Regions from separate parts of the Rattus norvegicus genome. Here region 2 is linked to region 1. Evidence: chromatin contacts called from public HiChIP or PLAC-seq data. All regions are on one chromosome and are shown on one strand. The core of a region is the stretch at or near the end of the contact, and the rest is flanking DNA. Distances in the headings are between cores, read along the strand shown. Region 1 holds the start of Akap10 (A-kinase anchoring protein 10). Region 2 holds the start of Ttc19 (tetratricopeptide repeat domain 19).

The links. HiChIP or PLAC-seq counts read pairs in DNA pulled down with a chosen protein or histone mark.
Region 2: a contact with region 1 is called in an H3K27ac HiChIP or PLAC-seq map of oligodendrocytes, with 18 times the contacts expected there. The contact joins the promoter of Ttc19 here to the promoter of Akap10 in region 1. A contact is called at or near these places in 1 of 12 Hi-C or Micro-C datasets (psoas muscle) and 1 of 1 datasets of contacts at active chromatin or transcription factors (oligodendrocytes).

Annotation. Positions count from the first base shown.
Region 1 is chr10:47,103,923-47,110,659 of GRCr8, forward strand. It overlaps Akap10 (A-kinase anchoring protein 10), which reads right to left and starts at 4,231. Exons shown (of 15, transcript NM_001114606.2): 1 at 3,995-4,231. The coding sequence starts at 4,082.
Region 2 is chr10:47,463,293-47,470,310 of GRCr8, forward strand. Ttc19 (tetratricopeptide repeat domain 19) reads left to right here and starts at 5,751. Exons shown (of 10, transcript NM_001415772.1): 1 at 5,751-5,971; 2 at 6,069-6,172. The coding sequence starts at 5,791. It overlaps Zswim7 (zinc finger, SWIM-type containing 7), which reads right to left and starts at 5,642. Exons shown (of 5, transcript NM_001163492.1): 1 at 5,552-5,642; 2 at 2,447-2,468. The coding sequence starts at 5,627.

The DNA.
Region 1 (6,737 bases), core at 2,981-5,480:
ACGTAAGCGAATCAATCATATACATATGTAAGTCTAAAAACAAAATAAAAAACTGGTGGAGTAAGAGATTTGATGAATGTACTGTATCTTGTCTCTGAAATAGAAAATAAATCCCAAACACTAGAGAGATGGCTTAATCCTTAAAGTGTTTGCCGTATAAAGTTGATTAACCTGATTTTGATCTTCAGAACCCACATTAAGAGAACTGACTCCACAGTCTCCTTAGATTTCCTTACATGTCCACTTAGACCACTACCCCCCACACAAAAATCTCCAAGTAAAGAGGAGCACAACATGTGAATAAAACAAAATTTAAAATGACTTAGAGGGAAAACAATGTGTTCTTGAGGTAGAGAATTTAAAGTATTTAAGGAGAGAAAGCTGAAAAGATGGCTCAGCAGTTAAGAGCACACACTCCTGCTTGTCCCAGGTCGCACACCTTTAATTCTAGCACTCCGGCACAGGCAGCTAAGTCTCTGAGTTCCAGGCTAGTTTGGTCTATAGGACAAGTTCCAGCATTTCTTGGACTACACAGAGAAACGCCCCCACCCTGTGTGTGTGTGTGTCTGTGTGTGTGTCTGTGTGTGTGTCTGTGTGTGTGTCTGTGTGTCTGTGTGTCTGTGTGTCTGTCTCTCTCTCTCTCTCTCACACACACACACACACACACACACACACACACACACACACTCTCACACGCATTTAACGAATTAAAAAAAATTTTTTTTCTAGACAGAAAGGGCTCCATCCTAAATGCAATTTCTGAGTATCTTCTGTAGGTCCAGCAAATGAAGGCAGGATCTTTGCTTTGATGAGTCCTTGAAAGCTGTGATCATTGTACTGAAGAAGGCATTCCCCTTTCTGCTTGGGTCTTCTGGGTTTCAGAGCCAAGATCTATTCAGCTGCTTGGAAGCACTGTGCCAAATGGCCAGGTGTGATAGTTTATGTTTTGAGAGCTATATCTTGGCTTCCCAGTATGGAACTTAGTCTATCAATAAAATTCCAAAAGAGAAAGCTGGCAAGTTAAAAAACAGCACAGATGAGAAGAGAAAAAGCATCCCTATGGTAGGGTAACTGTTCTAACCACTTTGCATTTGTTATCTCAGCCTGATGATTGATATTCTTGCATAACTGCATAAGAAGACACCTACTTAAATGATCATCAACAATGTCTGTAAGTAAAAACTAAGAAATATATTTATTAATAAGAAAATAGGTAAACAGAAATATAAGGAATTAAGTTACAATAACTTCCAAGCGCTCACATGGCAGCTTACAACAATCTTTAACTCCAGTTCTAGAGAATCAGATGCTCTCTTCTGGCCTCCTTGAGCAAGGGCACACACGGTGAACATACATACAGAAGTCAGTGCTAATTCCTATGTGACATTTCTGTGTGAAAGCAGAGTAAAATGACAGCGATCTAAGAGAAGCTATTCTTAAAGATGAAAGAGAATCTTGTAGTTCCATCCATTCCAGGGTATGTATACAGAAGAGCCAGGCTGTGTTACATTCCTGCAATCCCTGTACTCAGAAGACAGAGACAGCACTGCTATACTTCTAAGGCTAGTAATGACTACATATCAAGATATTGACTTGGAAATACAAAAAAACTAAAAGACAAAACTCATGACAGCAGATCACAAAGAGCCTATCTCAAAATGAGATACAAAAGAAAAAACACAATAGACAGGTAATGAGAAAACACTAAGGTAATTCTCACAGTGTTTTCCATTTCATTGTGGTGTGTGAGTTTCTGCCTACATCTATACATGTGTATGCCTAGTGCCCAAGGAGGCCAGAGGAGGGTAGGGAATTCCCTGGACCTGGAGTTACAGATGATACTAAGCTGCCATGTAGGTTCTGGGAATGAAACCCAGGTCCCATGTAAGAACAATACATGCTCATATATGCTCTTAAGGACTGAGCCATCCCCAGCCCTCTTTTAAGTGAAATGTGATAAACCTCTATCAAGAAAGAAAAATAAACTGATGAGGATCTTTTTGACTGTTTTCAGAAGTTAGGTGTGGTGACACATGCCTGTAATCCAAATACTAAATCAGAGGAAGAACACGAGGCTCCCTGACCTCATCAGTGAATGCTAAGGTCAGGACTACAAAGTCAGACTGTCTCAATTCCCCCAAAAAGGTTGTTTCTAGCTTTTCTTGCCATATTCAGTCTCCAAAACTCATCTGGAATAATCTTTTTTCCCTTAAGTACATTTATTTATTTTGTAGGCGTGGACTACCACACAACACATATGTGGAGGTCAGAGGACAACTTAATGGGAGTTTACTGTTTTCCTCCAAGCATTGTGCTGTGGGTCCTGAGGTTCTAACTCAGATGGTTAGGCTCCACAGCAAGGGTCTTTACTTGCTGAGCTGTCTGGCTCCAGAATGAGCTTGCTAAGCAAATAATCAGATCACTCTTTTACTGTAAGGTCACCTCTCTGATAATATATTCTCTCTGATCTGGGATAAAACTACCGATAATGTGGTGCTTGCCCACCTGCCTCTCTATGCCTCAGTCACAGCGGCTAAGCTGCCTTTCCTAAAGGCCACTAGCTCTTTATTCCTGGTGCCTCCAGCGTCTTTCCTGACCTCTCTAAAGTTACATCCTACTACTGACCCACCAGCTTTACGTTTCAAGGTTACATACTGATCCTTCCTCTCACATCCAACCACAATAGATTTTTCTTCATAAATTACTTTCATCGTTCAGTTTGTAAGTATATACACACAGTTTCTTGGCCTATTTACTGTCTGCCTACAGCATCAATGAACTTCATAGGTACAGAGACTATGCCCATATGACTGTTCCATGACACCCTAAGACAGTGTCTGGCAGACAGGACACTTGACAGTGTGTGTGAAATAAACAGACAAACTGTCTGTTGTGCAACTTGAAATTAGTCCCATACTTAGAATTACCCCCCCCCTTAAAATATAAGCACCCCGACACTGTCAAACTAGGTGCAGTTTATAACTCCAGAGATATTAAGATACGTTGCTGATAAAGCTTCCTACCATTTACCAGTTTCATTCATTCATCACCTAGCATCGACAGACAAGGCAGCTTCAGTCCTATGAGCAATCACCTGATTCGCAGCTGGGAAAAAAGTGGGTTAACTGGCTGCTTCAGGTTACAGAGTTTATGAAAAAGCTACCATGTGAATACAAGTCTGATTTAGTGTTACGTTTTTTAAAAAAGTCTGATATATCTTCTCTGAAGCAGCAAGAATGAACAGAAACAACCATCTCCATCTAAAGAAATTTGATTGATCAATTTGTGTATGCATGTTTAATAAAATACAACCACCCTCTCCAGGATCAAAATCACCTTGCCTCTAAGCAAGCTTTTACAACTGAACATCTGAAATCTAAGTAGTTCGTTTATAAAAGCAGCAACGGTTCCAATAATTAGTAAACTTGCTAAATCATCAAAAGCAGTAGTCTTCCGAATACGGAACTTCAATAGTAAGAAATTTTATTTTAGGAATAACAGTGGGCCCCCTTCCGCTCACCACCTCCGCCCCCCAAAAGAGGAAACTAGAAAATAGTGCTAGTTGAAGAAATTAACAGTTTCGCGTGGTTTTAGGTATAAGCCCCCCAATGTTCGGAAAAGTCAAGACTTCCTATAAGTAAAGGGATTTCCTTGATCTTGATCCACAGTGCGCGCGTGCACACAGACAACACACACATCTAAGCCTCTGGAAACCAAACACACCAGAAAAACCTTTCTTTAGCAAACAGGTGTTAATTTCTACGGGTTTAAGCAAGCACTTTCGGCCCGAAGCAACAATGCCCCTCCACCTCGTCTGAGGAGGCCACCTTCTCCCCTGCGGAGTCCCGGGCAGCACACCGCACCGCGGGTGTCGGCGCGGAGGCCGAGCGGCTCACCGAGAGCCTTGCGGCCGCCCCGACGAAACCCTTGCAGGTTTGCCGCCCCACCACTGCCCGAGGCCCGGCTCGCCCCCCGCCGGCGACCCCTCAGCTACCTTTCCGCCGGAAGAAGGACATGGCGGGGCCCGGGTCGGGGCGGAGGGCGCGGGGGGAGTGTCGCGGGGAGGGCCCGGCTCCCCTCATTCAGCAGCTGGCCGGGACTTCCGGGTCCGCAGGAGCCGCTGCACTAGTCCGAAAACACCCCCTTCTTCCGGGTGTGGGCGCTGCCGCCTCCTCGGGATGCCCGGGCAGCTGCTGCCGCCATGTTATCAACAAGCCACCCGCTTAGAGTTCCGGTCCGTCCGCGCGCGGGGCTTCACGGGAGGCCCCGGCCCCGCCCCCTCCTGCGCACCTCCTCCCGCGGGGCTGGGGCGCGCGCCCGCCCAGCCCACGTGACCCGGCGTCCTCGCGTCGGTGAACCAACTCTTCCTGCTGAAGTCTCCCGGTGATCGTGTATCTACTGAGCCTCCTCTTCGAAAAGCCTGGGCCAGCACTGCCACGCAGCCTTTTCGCGGAATTTTGCTAAATGCCGCAGGCTGATTGGCAGCATTACCCTGCCTGGTCCCCGGGGGATGCAGGCGAGCCAGCAGGACGAGGAATCGAGGGCAGTAATCTGCTCTTTTGTATCTGCTGAAGCTTCGTCCCTCAAAGTGACCTCAGGAAGGAAGGAGAAAAAGAGTAGTAGGTTCATTTTCAGATGAGATCCCTGCAGATGCTCAAAACAGAAAGAGCCAGCAACCTGAGCCTCGACAGGGGATTTTTTTTTTCCCGTTCTTATTCGAATGCCATCTTTCTATAAATCTGGCTTCCTTAAAGCTTACCCACCTTTAGTGCCCTGGATGGATGGTCACTATAGCTGCAACTCCTGCCAAAAGCGAACCAGGAACTCATGACGCACACAGTTGCTGTTTTTTTATGTTGGATCAATGAAATCTACATGAGACAGAAGGAGAAACAAGTCCAGAAGAGGCAACTCGCCTGATTATTCGATGTGTTAAAACAGGAGCTAAATAAAGCCTGATGTCTTAACCGTATTATAAGAGCAGGTTAATAAATTTGCTAGTTTTGTTTCTGGGCCTGTTTGCTAAAGCATGGAAAACCACCATAGCTAAATTTCTTTAAAACATCGTGCACAGATGTCATACTAAACCCTCCAGGTTAGTAACAGTACTTAAACTTGCTCTTGGTATGGAGGAAACTAGGCACATTCGGTTTGCTGAAGTGAAGCCCAGGTTTCCAGGTCAGGCACCCTGAGCTGGAGTAGAAAGGGAGAGCAGTGCTGTGGTTGTCCCATGTGAGGTAATGGTGGAGAGAGTCATTGGTGCAGAGACCGAGGTGCACTTGGAGGTACACTTTGGGCGTACCCTCCAACCTATTCACACCCACTGCCCACCCCTGGACACCTTTTCCTGTCTAATAATATTAAGACAAACTAGGCGAGATATCCTGGTGGTGAATGCCTTTAATGCACTTAGAAGGCAGAAAGAAGCAAGTGAGTTCCAGGCCAGCTTGATTTACTTAGGGAATTTTAGACCATGGTGAGACCTTGTCTCAAAAAGATTAAAAACAAAACAAGGCGCTGAAGGAATGGCTTAGCAATTAGGAGCACAGACAACACTTGCAAAGGGACCACAGTTAGATCATCTACTCTGTTCTTAGGGAGAATGGGTGGTGTTTATATGATTCCTTTCCCTTTCTCTTCTGGAGCTCCAATCTTGACAGAGACTGTTTTGTATTTGTTAACTAGTGAGCGGGCCAGGAGGAACACCAGACCGATGCGTGAGCAAAATCCCTCAAGTGAGCGGAATGCCAGTGGGGTTGAAGGGAGGGCTCTGGCTCCACTGGGATTTCTTGAATCCTTACTCATTCTCTCAGACTAAGCATAGATCGGTGTTGAGGAAGTGTTTCAACTCAATTTCCAATGCGGTTGATTCTTTGAGTCCCTCCTACTAGAAATTCTGGAGTCACTTTTATTCTCTGTAAGAAATAGATTGTTACAGTCCATTTACAGATAAGCAGGAGGCAATAGGCCCCCAGCTATGCCCCAAACTGGTGCTGGCTTGTCACAGAACTCCAGAAAAGTTACAGGTAGTCTGCTGCCTTACTGCTCATGGCCAGAAATGGGGGAGGAGTGCTGTCTCAAGCCCCAAACCATTCATTAGATAAGGTTTTGTGTCCTAAACCAATAACATAGGAAATTAGGAAAGGGGGCAAGTCCCAGCCAAGGGAGACAAGGATAGGGATTTAGAGGGAACTTAAAACCTCTCCAGATTGGGGGGGGGGGTGTTAAAAATCACTGCCTTGTACCAAAGCATTGCACCAGCAATTTTTGCCTTTTCTTTTTGCTAGCATCCCTTTCTGCAGAAGTGTATATTTAAAAAAAAAAAAAAACTGCTTCATTTTGTTAGTTCCTTGAATAAGTCATATTATTTCCACTATCTCTCAGATAGCTAGACATAGCAGTAAATGATGATTATAATCATCATTTACTAAGAACTTCTGATGTGCTTCCAGTGCTCCTAGCACTTGACAATTAAGACTTCACCTAAATCCTTCACACACACACACACACACACCTCACCACCACCCCACAAGTGACCCTGCCATCCTTATGGCTTGTTTATAGAGGGTGGTCTGGATTTCTTTGTAATCACCTAAGATCTCAATGGTAATAAGAGATAGAGAAAGGAAGTGAGTGAGGAAGGAGGATTGTTGGTAAAGCCGTGACTCCCATCTCAGGAAGTCTTGCTGTAGTTACAACTACCCCAGACGACTTGCACTTGCTTTGTAAGACTCCAC
Region 2 (7,018 bases), core at 4,501-7,000, 360 kb after region 1:
TTGAGCACAGGCCAGAGCTGGCTTCTTGTAAGTGGTACATGGCACTGGGATCGAACTCAGGCTTCTGTGCTTGCACAACAAACAGTTTACAACTGAGCTACCTTTCCAGCCAACCCTACCCTTAAAACAGAAAACAAACTTTAAATTTGGGAAAAATATTAACAAAACCCACGGGCTTGGGTAGGAGAGGATGGCTCCGAGGTTCAAGCACTCGTTGCTCTTCTTGAGGACCAGAGTTTGATTCTCAGGACTCACGTGGCGGCTCCCCACCGTCTGTAACTCCAGTTCCAGGAGATCCAATGTCTGTGTCTAGCCTCCGTGGGCACTGCATGCGTGTGGTGCACAGACAAACATGCTAACAAAACATCCATACACATAAAACAAAAAATTAGGAAAAAACAACCAATCAATGAAACCAAATCCATGGATTCATTTGCTCCCCAGAATATGTGTTAATTAACATCTCGCTCACTTATTTCAGAAATTCTGTTGTTTTAAAATAAGACTATACTATTACAGCTTAAAAAAAGCTTTCTTCAGGGTTGGATTTAGCTCAGTGGTAGAGCGCTTGCCTAGCAAGCGCAAGGCCTGGGTTCGGTCCCCAGCTCCGGAAAAAAAAAAAAAAAAGCTTTCTTCATACTTGATTAAAGAGCTCCCAGACACTTCGTTCCTTTCTATCTCTCTGGCAAGCATTTACTCATCCCTTCCTCAGTCTGGGCTCCCTCTTCCCTCGCTCTGTCTTGCACTGCAGAGTGAGCCCAGGGTCTCCTCATTCAGCACACACCCTGCCTCTGGGCTGCAACCGCAGCACGACCTCATACTACTTACTGGTTTCTTTCCTGCTAAAGTTTTTGTTTCTTATTACTCATGGAGTGACTGTATGTACACACATGTACATATGTGCCCATGCACAGATGACACTGCTTTTAAAGTCTGAAGTATAACATGTGCACTGCCTCATTTTCCCAGAATCTAGTCTCGTACACAACAGTACTGGAAGAACTGAAGAATGCTTTCGAATTCTTTACACCAATACATAAAGATCGATTTAGTGAACAAAAATAGGGATTTGCTGAAGAGCCTCTTAATCAGAGATAACCACGGTTAACTTCAATTAATTTAAAAATGGCTTTGTCTCCTTCATGACTTCTATAAACATCTCTCAAACACATGAAATTTTTTTTATTACTTTTGATGGCTATAAAAATAGCTCTATTGTAAAAATGAATCATTTTTACTTTCATTAAACTACTTTTAAGTAGATTATTTCCAATTTGTTGTGTTGCCCTACTCAGTACTGGGTGAATCTGCTCATTGTAAAGCCTTTCCGAACATCACAGTTACCTCCTTGGGTGACATTCTTGTAAGAATATCCAGCTCAAAGAATAGGTATGCTTTAAAGCCATATTGCCATTGCCAGATGTCGTGGTTTGAATTGAGAATGGCCCCCATGGGCTCCTGTATTTGAATGTTTGATCCACAGTTGGGGGAACTGTTTGGGAATGATTAGGAAGTATGACCTTCTTGGAGGAGGTGTGTCACTGGAGGTGAACTTCAACGTTTCTCAATGCCACTCCCAGTTACCTCTCTCTCCCTGACTTGTGCTTGTGGATCAGATGTAAGCTCTCGGCTGCTTCTCTAGCATCTTGAACGTCTGCCTGCTTGCTGCCATGCTGGTCAAGGACTCATAAGAAGGTCAGAAATTAAATGTTTTCTTTTATAAGTTGCCTTGGTCACAGCAGCCCGAGATACTACGCTATCTCCCAATTGACATCTCTAGCGAGGTATTACTTATCCATTTCTTCATATTCCTGTTAGCATTTTTTCCCTGGATTGCTAGTTTTATAGACAAAATTATATTTTAAGTTGTATTTTATGATTATTAGTAATATTAATCATTTCCCCCAAAAGTTTTTTGGTTATTTGCACTCTTTTATTATTTTCCTATTTTCTAGTCATTAACTTATTTCTAAAAAGATTTGTTTTATGTGTAAGTACATACGTCTGAGTATATGTAAGTGCACTGTGTGTTCAGGTGCCCATGGAGGTCAGAGAGGGATATTAGGCTTTTGTGTAGCTGAGGATGACCTTGAACTCCTAGACCTCATGCTTCTACCTTCCAAGTGCTGTAATTAAAAGTGTGCCCCTGACCCCCCCCCATTTTAAACTTTTAAAAAAGTGTGTGTATATAGATGTTCGCTACATGCAGGTCTGTGCACCAAGTGTTTGCAGGGCCCACAGATGCCAGAAGCTGTACCCGATCCTCCAGAGCTGAGGTATAGGTGGTAATGAGCCTTTTGAATGGGACTCTGTTCCTCTGGAGTAGGAGCGAGTCTTATCTCCAGCCCTCTTCTACTTTTACAAACCAAGGAATAAACTGAAAGGATCTGGCTCTTAAAAGTGTATAGCTTTTTTTGTTATAGATCAAACAAGAAACCATACTTACGATAAGAGAAGCTCGTCGGGAACTGTAAGGAGGGAACAGGAGGGTTAATCATGTTAGAGCAGTGAATGCAAACATGAAGATCTTATAACAACTATTCCAAATCACCATGTAAGATGTACACAGAACCTACATATCCAAGTGTGCTTCTTTCCCAACTGAAACAGCAGTAAGAGGAGTATTTACTTACTTAAAGAACTGTTAGTTCCCAAGGATGAAGAGGCAGGGGAAACAACAGCTAAACTACACTGGATCAAACACAAAAGTGGAATGTAACTTTCCAGACGGACCACATAGAAAATCTGAAAGACACAGTTAAAGGAAGTTCCCAAGAAGCTGAGGCAGGGACAGAAAGGTTAAATATAGGAGACAAATCACTTAGGGACAACAAAGGACATTCTATAGCCAAATGACGGGAATACTAGGAAGAAAAACCAAACGTCTATGAAGTAAGTTAATAGAGCCACATGGTAGAGTGGAAAACTAAACCAGGGGCTGGGGAGATGATGCACCTGCTAGGTGGCCGCTCTCGGTCAGCTGGAGTTTCGTTTCTAGCACCCATACTGGGTAGCTCTTCACTTCTGTACTGCAAGCTCCACAGGGCCTCTTCTGGCCTCTGGGGCTCCCTCACACGTGGACACATGCAGACATACATCCATCCAGGAGTAAAAATGAAACTCGAACAAAATCTTATCAGAAGCTTGAGAATCATGGTCATAAAGAAGATATAACTGGCTCTCCATACACGTGGGACCAACATCTTTGGACTCAACTAAGAGGAGATAAGAACTGAGGGGCGGGGCCACGGCTCAGCAGTTCATTCCCCCTGCCCGCAACTCCCAACAGCTGGCTCACTTTCCAGTCCAAGGGGATCTGGTGCCATCTTCTGGCCTAGGAGGGCACTGCACCCACATGGTACACTGATACACATGCAGGCAAAACACCCATGGAATGTTTAAAAAGAAATGGAAAGGCAGGTACGTGCCTGTAACTGTGACACTCGGAAGCCTAAGGCACGAGCACAGGGAGCTCAAGGCCAGCCTGGACTATGAAAAGGCCGAACAAAACCAAACTGAAACCAGTACTACCAGCCCTGGAAAATTCTGAGTCTCTACTAAACATGCCATTCTTCTCTCATTTTCCCTAAGCAACCCAGGACGTCTTCTACCTACCTAGCATGTTAGAGTACAAAGGAAGGTGAGTCTGGATCACGTGCCATCCTGCCAAAGGAACTTGTACGTTGGCAATATGGACAACCATGGATACTTAGGGACAATTCAAATACCCAGAGGGGAAAAAAAGCCACAGACAAAATTCAGCACCAGAGTTAGATGCAAAATGCTAGATGATTATGGAACAATGTTTTCAGATGTCTGAAGAAATGTTCTTCCCAACATGAGACAATACCTTTTAACTGTGAGAGTAGAAAAACCTTTTTCAGACATTCAAAGCCTCAAAAGTACAGTTCATGCCTTCGTCAGGAACCTACTCAAGTACGTACTGCATAAACTAAGACAGGTAACAATACACAAGTGGATAAACAAGAGGAAAGTAAATTGTAGGAAATGCTAAACTCAAGACCCAAAATGGGAAAAGAGAATTCCCAAGCCTTTAACACTGAAGGAAGATAGCAGTAGCCCGACCGGACACCAGCGAGTCCATACTAGGCAAGTCGGCAGGCTCTAGGCAGATTTCTTTACGAAAATGTAACTGATAAAATGTCTTTTTTTACCTTAACATTTTGAGTGGAGGCCCATGATAGTGGTGAAAAAATTTGAAGTTCAAGTAAAAATACATATGTAGAAAACTAAGTAAGCCAAGATGGTTATAATTCAGGGAAACCAAGTAACCCAGGAAAGGAAATCAAAGCTTCCTACATAGCTCAGTACCAACTAGTTTAAACCATATATGTGCAACCTGTACTTATATTCTGCAAGGTTACCAAGGAAGATCAGGGATTAGGAAGGAGTACTCAGAACCAATATTGAAAAGTGTCCTACTAAAAAGTAAACACAAGAGTCTGTTTCTGAGCTCGGGGTCCCCTTCAGTTGTTGGCATATGTATTAACCCACCAACAGCCCCGTTCTAGCAAGTGTTCTGTAAACATCTCAGAACATCTGCGGTCAAATTCTGCATGCAAGAGCTCACAACAGACTGACAACCCACAACTTTTAGAAATCAAAACATGTTTGAATACCTGGTTGGCTGAATCTTTTACACATACGTAAAAGGCCAAATTGAGACCATTCGTTTGCTTATTTTTCTTGTTCTGTTAAAGCGGTAACGCCAACCCTTTCACAGAGCACAATGAATGGGCAGTAGCAGTCTTGAGCTCTAATTTGACTATCATTTAGAGAGGCTATTTTTGGAAGAGTACTTCTAACTAGTCTACACTCCAAAAGCCTTCTCCCCTCATCCCCGTCTCCCTTTTTCAGATAGTCTCCAGTAGCCCAGTCTGGCCTAGTATTTCGTAGCTGAGGGTTGACCTTGAACTTTCCCTTCTTTTGTCTCCACTTTCCAAGTGCGGAGATTACAGCCATGTGCTCAGTCTTAGGCGGCGGCGGGGAATCCACGGTAGCTCTATACATGCTAGACAAGCCCTCTATTAGCTGAGCTACGCAGTAGATCCTCATTACTAGTTTCCCCCATTGGTAGCTCCTCCTACTCTGGCTGGTAAGCAAAGATCATCCTTGTTTAGTCATTTTGTTGGAGACAGGCATAGGGCGACCTCTACAGGTAGAGGAAAGAAGTACTTTTCAACTTGCAGATTTCTTTAAAGGTTTTGCATCCCTAGAATGTTTTTAGTAAAATATGTTTACTAAACAAAGTAAACAAGAGTGTTTTTTTTAAGCTTTGCATCACGGATTGTGGATAATGATTCCGAGTAACTCAAAATTGTCTAGGCATCTGCCATTCCGCATCCCTGCCCTCGCCCACTCCTTGGGTATACCCAGTGGCTCTCTTCAAGTACCCGGGGTTCCCGCACACCGGCTCGCACTCAGGGATCTGACGTCTAGTCATTCAAAGTCCTCTAGTTTAGCGATTTAACGAGCACAGGCTTCAGGGACAGAGCTATACAGGATAAGAATAAAAGTTCGCGGGCCATACTTCTCGCGCTGTCCCGCACAGCGGCGGCTATCTCGCTCAGGAGCTCCTCCACGACCTCCGGGAGCGTGACCGCCATAGCACGCCGCACGACTTCTCTTCCCGTGGGCTGCGAACTCTTTGCGCGCGGCAGGCCGAAGGCGGGGCGAGGCGGCGTGACGTCATCACGCGTCATCGCGCATGCGGACAGGCGGGGCGTCCCGGGCCAGCCGCGGCTAGTGGAGCTGTGAGGACGCGTCGGCATGTTCCGGCTGCTTCGCTGGCGTCTGGGTCGAACCCTGCTGCGGGCCGCGGGCCGGCGGTGCGGGGGCTGTACTGCGCGCCTACTGCCGGAGCGGGCCGGTGACGCGGGTCCGGGCGCGGAGCGGCTGCGGACCCGAGGCGCGCCGGCGCGGGGGCACCGAGTGCTGCCGCTGTTGGCAGGTGAGCGGAGCGCTCCGGGCGGGGCCGGCCCGGCGGGGGCGGGGGCGGGGGCGCGGGCACGGGCCGGTCCCGGTGACCTCTGAGCCGCTTCTCGCAGCGCTCGCCTGGTTCTCGCGAACCGCGGCGGCAGAGGAGCAGCCGGGAGAGGACGCGACAGACGAGGCGGAGGCAGAGATCATCCAGCTGCTGAAGCGAGCCAAGGTGAGAGGATCGATCGGGCGTGCGCGCTCTCCGCTCCGCTTCCCGAGGCCTGGATGTATTGGCCCGGGGTGGAAAGTTGGGATGCATCCAGACTGGTCCAGGGCGAATCCTGCAGCAAAACCGCTGCAGTTGTGAGTGCAGGTGGAGACGGCACCCTCACAGTTTCCTTATTTATTTTGTCCAAATGTATTGATTGAGGATGTTTTGCGGGGGTGGCTTTAATCAGTTAACATCCAAGCCGAAATAACATTTTGTGCATAGAATATGTATGACGTCCCGAAAATGCAATTTAGTATCATTTATGCCTCTTGGTTCACGTCTAAATCTGTTTCTCCACATCCTTTTATTCCCTCCAGGTTTATTTAATTTCTTCCAACGGGTTCGATATCGACTTAATGCCAACAACGTCCAAATTTGTGTTCACAGACTGCAGTGTGTCACTGACATGCTGTCTCTATTGCAAGGCTCTAGTTATGTCTCAGATTTAGCGTGCCCTCCTCTAAGCACTTTTTCTTAAATTCCTTCCCCAAAATGTGTCTTTAACAGTCTTCTTTTTACCCCCTAAAAAATTAAGCCTAAAAAAAAAACCATAGTGGTTCCTCAGGCAGATCTCTGTGTGTTTGAGGCCAGCTTGGTTTACAAAGCAAGTCCAGGACAGTTAAGACTCTGTTACACAGAGAAACCCTGCCTCAAAAGAAAAAAAAAGGGAAAATATAATGGTTCTTAAATGTGTTGTTGATAATTCCCAGTTACACAGTAATGAACACAATTGCTGTCAAATCCAGAACACTTCTCAAATCACCCCCACCACCACCCTTCCCCTCTATTTTCCTAGATTTTCTCACA